3 separate regions of the Sus scrofa genome follow, and all the other regions are linked to region 2. A link is a contact called in public HiChIP or PLAC-seq data. All regions are on one chromosome and are shown on one strand. The core of a region is the stretch at or near the end of the contact, and the rest is flanking DNA. Distances in the headings are between cores, read along the strand shown. Region 1 overlaps LONP2 (lon protease homolog 2, peroxisomal). Region 2 has its middle 52 kb from the start of SIAH1. Region 3 has its middle 11 kb from the start of N4BP1.

Region 1 (2,700 bases), core at 32-2,531, 150 kb after region 2:
GAATGCACACAGCACTTAGGGATCACTTACTACTCGGCCATGTCTGGTGCGGTGGCGACAGCACCGGGTGACACAAAGGAGCAGAAGGTGTGGGAAAACCCCTATCCTACAGAGCTCCTGCTTCATATGTTTACACTTTCTCTCTCCAGGTATGTATTAGCAATGCCAGAGGCCTGTATTATTTAGTCATTCAAAGAGCACAACAGACAGTAAGTGGTCAGTGCAGAGGAGAGCAGGGCACAGCCGACTGCACTTATCTTAAAGGAGGAAGCCTTGCGTTGGGGCCTCAAGAGAAACCGGTAAGGTTTAGAGGCAGAGAGGCGCTGTATGCAAATACAGGTTATAAGGAGGCTAGTGAGCACACTGCAATGTGTCTGGCACACTAGGCTAAATATATATTAAAAGCGTGCTGCTTCAGTTATTTTTCCCTTGTAGAGATTAAGAATGAAAGAGCTAATTTAATATTTAAAGCATGGCCATTTCGGGTTACAGACGAAAATTTAAGAATGGAGAAGGCAAAAGTTGATTTTTCTTCTCTTCTGTTTGAAAACTGAGCCAAGGATTCCTGGCAGCGATAAAATTTTATCATCTGAACAAACACTTGGTAAGCGACTTCCAAAGAATTACCGTCACCAATAACTTGAGAACTATCACAAGAGTAATATAATTCACCGAGGAACAGCTAATGGAGAAAAGAATGTTACATGAACATGATTTCATAAAACTTCATTCTAAAAGAAGTCACTTTATACTTACTGCCTATGAACTGATTTAAAAATAAAAATGTAAGTCATAAAAACTGACAGATGAGAACAGACATTCTGTGGCTTATAAGGTAGTTAGAAAAGTCCCAACGGAGATAATGAGAAATGAGAAAGGCTAAGACTGGAAAAAATGCATTAGTTAATATGCAGCATAAATATGACTATTCTTCCTTTAATCCACTCAAAATAATATCAACCAAAACAATGGGCCAATGTTTAGTCGGATCCCTATAATGTTCCCAGTTTCAGATTTAAACGTAAAGCGAGTCTTTCTTTTTCTTCCCCATCTCCCGCCTCGTGATCACTTTCACGCTGAAAGACATGTCTTAGGTTGATTTTAAAATCAATTCCGAATGTATTAGCATCTTCCTTCACATAAACAGGTACTTCTACCAAAAGGCTGGAGCTCCATGCAGGGCAAAAAGGGAAAGTCAACAACAGGATCGAGAGAATAAGCAGGACAGACAACAGAAAGCAGCTCTGTTTTCCCCTGGCTATTTTAAGGCTGCAGAACAGTGCTGCCTACTCAGGCTGAGCAAAAACAAAACTTCGCCTGAACTCTGCTTGTGAGCATGTGACCAGTACTTAAATGCCATGACCTGGGTGTTCCCAAAATGCCTCAACTGTCACATGGAACCACTTGTTCCTGCACACCCCACCCCTGGTCATGCTCTAATCCTCTACTGTTCTTTCTCCCCTCCAGTCGCCTCCTCGACCCCTACCTCTGACACAGGCGCACAGTCTGCTCCCAATCCCTCCATCCCTCTAGTTAACCACAGCCCCCTCTCTACCTGCTTCCAAACCGGTTTTCACGTAATTTTCTCCAGGCTTTGATAATTGAGAGGGTGGGTGGGGAGTAAGACCCCAACAGCACAAGGGCAGGTTGTTGGAGTGTTTAATGAAACGTCTGGTACAGTGACGGCTAGGGAGTACTTACTTACCAGCAAGGTGTATCGGAAATCAGGCTTTCAGAATGACTCAAAAGACAAATTCACATACTTTTTATTTGGCAATGATTATAACCTCAATATGCACCATACATTTCTAAAAACCTTATACTTACACATACAAAAGCTCCCTTCACAAAAGACTCAATAAAGAAAATAAATTCTTGGAGTTCCCTTCCTGGCTCAGCAGTTAAGGAACCCAACTAGGATCCATGAGGATATGGATCCGATCCCTGGCCTTGCTCAGTGGGTTAGGGATCCGGAGTTTCTGTGAGCTGTGGTGTAGGTCACAGACATGGTTTAGGTCCCAAGTGTGGCTGTGGCATAAGCTGGCAGCTGTAGCTCCAATTCGACTCCTAGCCTGGGAACCTCCACGTGCCTCAGGTACAGCTCTAAAAAGGAAAAAAAAAAGAAAAAAAAAAAAAAAAGAAAAGAAATTCTTGGAGTTTCCATTATGGCTCAGTGGGTTAAGGACCTGATGTTGTATCCATGAGGATGTGCGATCAATCCCTGGCTCTGCTCCGTGGGTTTAGGATCCAGCATTGCTACAGTGTAGGTCACAGATGTGGCTCAGATCTGGCATTGCTGTAGCTGTAGCTCCCATTTGACTCCTTGCCAGGGAACTTCCATATGCCATAGGTGTGGCCATAAAAAGGAAAAAAAAAAAAAAGAAGAAATTTTTATCTTCTTTAGATTCAGTTCTCTTAATGACAGCCACATACACAAAGGTATACTCACTTGAAAAAAGTGAACAAATTTTATATCAATTTCAGTGAAGATTTAAAACAGAAATCTGTCGGAGTTCCCAGTGGTTAACAAACCCGACTAGCATCCACGAGGATGCGTGTTCAATCCCTGGCCTCGCTCAGTGGATTAAGGATCCGGCGTTGCCATGAGCTGTGGTGTAGATTGCAGACGTGGCTCGGATCCCGTGTTGCTGTGGCTCTTGCATAGGCCAGTGGCTACAGCTCCAATTGGACCCCTAGCCT
Region 2 (2,700 bases), core at 43-2,542:
CTGTGGCTCTGGTGTAGGCCGGTGGCTACAGCTCCGATTCGACCCCTAGCCTGGGAACCTCCACATGCCGTGGGAGCGGCCCAAGAAATAGCAAAAAGACAAAAAAAAAAAAAAAAAAAAAAAGAATGGATTGTGTGTATGTGTAACTGAATCACTTTTTTTGTACAACAGAAATTAACGCAGCATTGTAAGTCAACTATACTTCAATAAAACCTTTAAAAAGAAAAAAAAAACAAGAAAAAGTTATTAAATTCCAGCTAGATCCTGTTGTCTGCTATGTTAGATTCCTTTAGATTTGTGTATAAGTGCTTTATCGGGAGGGGTGCTTTTGGTGACGGTGGAGAGATACAGAAGGAAGCTACGCAAGGGTGTGGGTTCAGCTGAGGTCTGGCCTCAGCCCAGGAACTCTGAAACAGAAATGGCACCATGGCCTTGAACCACCTTGACGCATGATGCTGGGTCCTGTCTCCTGCATCCCTCAGTCATTGCTTGCAGACGGCCCCTGGGATGATGTTATCACTCTCACCTATTTCCAGGTGAGGCAATGTTCCGAGAGAAGGATGTAACCTGTTAGCAGCCAACACTCACAGCAGCTGGGAGGTGAGCTTCAACTGGGTCAAGGGGATCTGGGCAGGCCAGCATCATCTATGACACAGCCAGAGGCTTAGACCTGAGATCACTGTCTCTGCAAGTTGAGAAGAGAGATGAGCATGTGTCGCAGAGAGGTTAAAGATCTGTTAGCATCCCATAGAGGCTTTCTCCTTAAAAACGATCCAAAGATGGGAAAGAAGATTGAAAAGAGACCCGCTTTCTCACCCACAGATACGCTGTTTCCTGATGCCCCGTGGCGTCTGCTGGCCACCTTCCTCAGCTCTGGCACCTCACCCACACTTTGGGACACAGTGGGAAGGCTTTGCACGGGGTTTGCTTAATTCCCTGCTTCCTCAGGGCTTTGCTATTTCCTAGCTGTTTGGTCCAGCACGCTTGGCTTGTTGGAGATGGTGCCCATTATGCGCTCCCGGGTCTGTTCCCTGCCTTTCCGCTGTTCTCTGTATTACAGGAAGCTGCATTTCCTGGGCTTCTTAGCCAAGTGGCTTCCAGATAACTTTGCCCAATGGGAGGAACTGGTAGGAGACCAGCTAACAGGGGGAGGGGAAAAGACGGTCATTTCTCCCCTCTCGCTCCACCGTAGGTGGCACCTTAAGTCATGGTCATGTCCCCTCTAAGGCTCCAGCTCTCATAGGACAGCCCTCATGGGCTCCGACTCCTGCAGAACAGCCCTTAACTCCACGTGGCCAGCGCCCACAGGAGCCTTGCCTGGTCTAACTTCTGCCAGCCAAGCCCTGGCTCTGGCTGGGTAAGAGGTGCTTCCTGCTTTTGCCAAGCTGTGTTCTTCACTGGTCCCTATTTAGCTTCTCATCTCTCCCATTTTCTGTATAACCAATTCCTTGTGTCAAATTCCCTCTGTTGAAAGACCTGCAGTGGTTTCCAGACCCCGATACAGAGAAGCAGTGAGCTAACCACGTGTTTACAAAGGCACCAGTCAGAAGAAATCAATGAAATGTGAAAGTCACCCAAAGCTAAGGCTCCAGCCAGCTTCATCCATGTGAAGACCCAAACAGAATATAGAGGAAGGAGGAGGAGTAATCAAGAGATCACATGCCCCTAGAAATCCATAGTGTGTTAACAGTCCCGGCCTTGGAGTTCCCACTGTGGCTCAGCGGGTTAAGAACCTGACTAGTATCCATGAGGATGCAGGTTTGATCCCTGGCCTTACTCAGTGGGTTAAGGATCTGGTGTTGCCAAGAGTTGTGGTGTCGGTCACAGATGCGGCTTGCATCTGGCATTGCTGTGGCTGTGGTGTAGGCCAGCAGCTACAGCTTTGATTCAGCCCCTAGCCTGGGAACCTCCATATGCCGTAGGTGTGGCCTTAAAAAGATTAAAAAAAAAAAAAAAAAAACAGTCCCAGACTCGACCTTACTCTTCCCCTGCTTGCTTGGTAAGTGGGACTAACTCCTTTCTACTAGCTCTTCAAAAAAAAAAAAAGTGTGTTCTCCTCTGTCCAGTGGGACCTCTCCTTAATAGCCAGGATGTAAAGAAACAGAGAGAGAGATTACACAATGGAACTTACGTTAGAGCCATTAAAATAGGAGGTTTTATGTGACCTAATTCCCTCTCTTATTTTTGAGCTGTGCTGTTGAGAATCTGAAGGCTTGCACAGAGGTCCTACTTAAAAATATATTTTTTTTAGGGCTGTATCTGTGGCATATGAGAGTTCCCAGGCAAGGAATGGAATCAGATCTGCAGCTGCAGGCCTACGTCACAGCCACAGCTACACCAGATCTGAGCTGCATCTGCGACCTATGCCACAGCTTGGGGGCAACGCCAGATCCCTAACCCACTGAGCAAGGCCAGGGATTGAACTCATACCCTCATGCACACTGCATCAGGTTCTTAACCTACTGAGCCACAACGGGAACTCCTCACAGTTCCCACTTTCAATTGCAGGTGGAAATACCTTCCAGGTGGGAGAGTTAAGGAGGAGGGCGCTCCATCTGAGGAGGGCAAGGCCAAGGTCAGACTCCAACACTTTGCCTAGGACCCTGCTGTCAGTTTCTCCTTGGAAGTGGCCGTGATTAGAGAGAGGGTCAGAAAGGAGCTCCAGGGTGGGTGAGCCAAGGAGCAGAGTGGCCTGATGCT
Region 3 (2,717 bases), core at 64-2,563, 170 kb before region 2:
TTACATGTAGTCATATTGCTGTGCAATGGTACTAAGTATGTTTCATCACTTTTTTAGATATTTTTGAGCCACATTCCTGTACCACCTATTTTGAAAATCAACTTTAAAATCATTAGGCCCAAATAAGATAAATCAAGAGAATCACTGTCACGGAAATAGGAAAAAAAGTACATGTGCTTGGAAATCAGAATGCGCTGAATTCCAACCTGGTCCCTGCCATTTACGAGTCTGGGGCAAGCGAAGGAATCCTCTAAGCCTTAGTCTCCCCTTTCTTTAAAACCCTTCCCCAGAGAGATGGCGCCACTCAAAGGGCAGTGGTGAGCACTGAATGAGAATTCTTATAAAGCCCCAGGGGTAGTAGGTCTCCCAAAGTAAGTTCCCGCAATCACGGGTCTTTTTTCACCGCATCTGGAAGAATCCTGGAGAAAGGAGGGCCTTTGGCCAGTGCAGTGGTGTGCCACCTTTGGAGGGCCAGAGTCATTGGAGGGTGCCTTCCTGGACCCCACCCCAAACCCACCGCCCCAGAACCTACTGGTAAGACCACAGCACTCCTATTCTAATGCATCCCGCCCTGCCCCCGCCAACCCAGACCAAAGCGATAGAACACGTTTGGCCGGGAGTCTGTGCTCCTACACTGCACCCCACCCTTCAGCTGCAAAACTTAAGGAGATTTGGAGACATTTGCTCTAGCTTCCACTAGGGGGCGGGCTTGGTGCTCTGGGGGTGGGGGTTGGTAGGCCGACTGACCTGCAGATGTCATTCTGGAAGCAGAGGAGGCCTCGCTGAGGCTGCTAAGAGAGCTTGAGGGAGCTATTTCCTTGTGTGTGTTGGGAGGACGGGGCCGGGGATTGCCCTTTCTGTACCTTGAATCTTGTATAGCCTCTCTCTCCACTTAAAGCAGCAAAAAGAGAGTGCAGTGTCCCAATTACTGAGCTTCGTCATCCATTTATTGAGCTTCTGATGCAGCTCCCAAGTTGCTCTCTCCACACTCTGGGCTGTGCTGGGGAGCAGATCCAGTCCCCTTGGTTGCCTGGAGCTGCCAGTTGTGAGCGTTTTTGTCAGAGAAAAGCACGGCGGGACGCCAGCGCTGCGGCTGACCACTTTCCTTCGGTTCCCTCCGAGGTCCCTTCCAATCCGTGGGAGGCTTTTCTGCCCATCACCGAGATCCATTTACTTTGCATCCCCTTTTGGCCTCGCTACCTCCTCCCAAAAGATCGGCGTCCCCGGATTTCCCAGGGATTCTCCCTGTCCCTCCCGGGGAAGGGGGCTCGAAAATCGGAGGCTGCACTGGCGCCGTGGGGACAGCAGGTGGCGCCCTGGGCTGTGGAGGCTGGATCAAGAAAGCCTTGCTTATAAAAAGACTTTCCTAGAGAGAGTAGAGGTACCCCGTGCGCGGAGGGGCGCGATAAATATTTGATAGCGAGGCGACTTGTGCTTGTGAAATCGTTTCCTGTTACACCGTCTCCTGGTCTAAGCTCTGGCTGGCAGGAGAGTGAAAGAATGAGAATGCGTCGTCGGCTGGAAGGGCCCGGAACCTCCTCATTGCAGAAAAGGGGAACTCGGCTGGGAGCCGGGAGGCTCATGCAGGCCCCCACGGAGAAAGGCAGAGTCAAGACTTCTGTCCTGCCGGTGCCTGGGCTGCCCTTTGACCCATACGTGGCTCTTCCAAAAAGATTTGCTGCTATGAGCCCATCCCTGCATCCAGGATGATGTCCTGGGTTCAGAGCTGAGTATTTCCTGCACTTGGGTCCTTTTCATCCCTCTTCTCTGGCCAGATCTCCACCCTACCCGAGTTACTACTCGGTTAACATTTTTCTTAAAATCAACTCATTTTTAAAAGTCAAATACAATTAAAAGGGAAGCATTTTATTGCCACAATGATTGGGAGTCTGGTATTTCTTGCCAAAAACAGAACCGTGAAAATAAACACATTACAATTACAATTCCTTAAAAGCCTGGCTGTTTCCCAATGAATATCGTTTGCCATCCCGTCAGTGGTGTGCTTTCCACACTTAGGAAAAACTCTGGGATTCCAGTACAAGCTCTCCCAGGAGTTCTGTGTTTTGTTTTGTTTTGCTTTGCTTTGCTTTTTAGGACCGCACCCTCGGCATATGGAAGTTCCCAGGTTAGGGGTCAAATCGGAGCTACAACGGCCGCCTACACCACAGGCACAGCAGTGTGGGATCCAAGCCGAGTCTGCGACCTACACCACAGCTCACAGCAAAGCCAGATCCTTAACCCACTGAGCAAGGCCAGGGATCGAACCCACATCTTCACAGATACTAGTCGGGTTCGTTAACTGCTGAGCCACAAAGGAAATTCTCTCCCAGGAATTCAGAATGAGAGGAGGCGAGAGGTGGGGATGGGAGAGTGGGGAGGGGAGCTGGGGAGAGCTGGCTATGCGTTTTGCCCCCTTAGAGAACAAAGGGAACCTTGACTGCTATCCCACGTCCTTCCTGCAGTATGCATATGCTTCCGGAAACTGCCCAAGTTATTTTTTACTCTGGAAGCTGGAGGAACAGGGTGGAGACCTGGCTTCCTGTGAGCCTGCCCGGCCCTGAAAGCAAGATAGCATCTCAGGGTGCGCAGGTCCTCAGACCTCAGCCAGCCGGTGCTGGAGGGGCCCCACAGCAGGCCTCCACCCTTCTGCTTCTGCGGAGAAGTCTTCGATTTTGCAGATCTCTGTGCCAGCCAGCTCTACCCTGCCTCTTCCTTAT

The links. HiChIP or PLAC-seq counts read pairs in DNA pulled down with a chosen protein or histone mark.
Region 1: an H3K27ac HiChIP or PLAC-seq map of alveolar macrophages shows a contact between it and region 2. The contact joins two enhancer-like sites. A contact is called at or near these places in 2 of 2 datasets of contacts at active chromatin or transcription factors (alveolar macrophages and skeletal muscle).
Region 3: an H3K27ac HiChIP or PLAC-seq map of alveolar macrophages shows a contact between it and region 2. The contact joins two enhancer-like sites. A contact is called at or near these places in 1 of 47 Hi-C or Micro-C datasets (alveolar macrophages) and 1 of 2 datasets of contacts at active chromatin or transcription factors (alveolar macrophages).

Annotation. Positions count from the first base shown.
Region 1 is chr6:36,434,245-36,436,944 of Sscrofa11.1, forward strand. The region is part of intron 7 of LONP2 (lon protease homolog 2, peroxisomal); the gene reads right to left. Among named protein-coding and RNA genes, the nearest start is that of ABCC11, 27 kb to the right of the region's middle. Within about 2 kb of position 1,282, at least 40 of the 83 cell types and tissues checked have an H3K27ac peak or open chromatin away from gene starts, as enhancers often do. A contact at or near this core is called in alveolar macrophages, where this site is marked.
Region 2 is chr6:36,284,414-36,287,113 of Sscrofa11.1, forward strand. No RefSeq gene overlaps it. Among named protein-coding and RNA genes, the nearest start is that of SIAH1, 52 kb to the right of the region's middle. Within about 2 kb of position 1,293, at least 2 of the 83 cell types and tissues checked have an H3K27ac peak or open chromatin away from gene starts, as enhancers often do. A contact at or near this core is called in alveolar macrophages, where this site is marked.
Region 3 is chr6:36,109,513-36,112,229 of Sscrofa11.1, forward strand. No RefSeq gene overlaps it. Among named protein-coding and RNA genes, the nearest start is that of N4BP1, 11 kb to the right of the region's middle. Within about 2 kb of position 1,314, at least 47 of the 83 cell types and tissues checked have an H3K27ac peak or open chromatin away from gene starts, as enhancers often do. A contact at or near this core is called in alveolar macrophages, where this site is marked.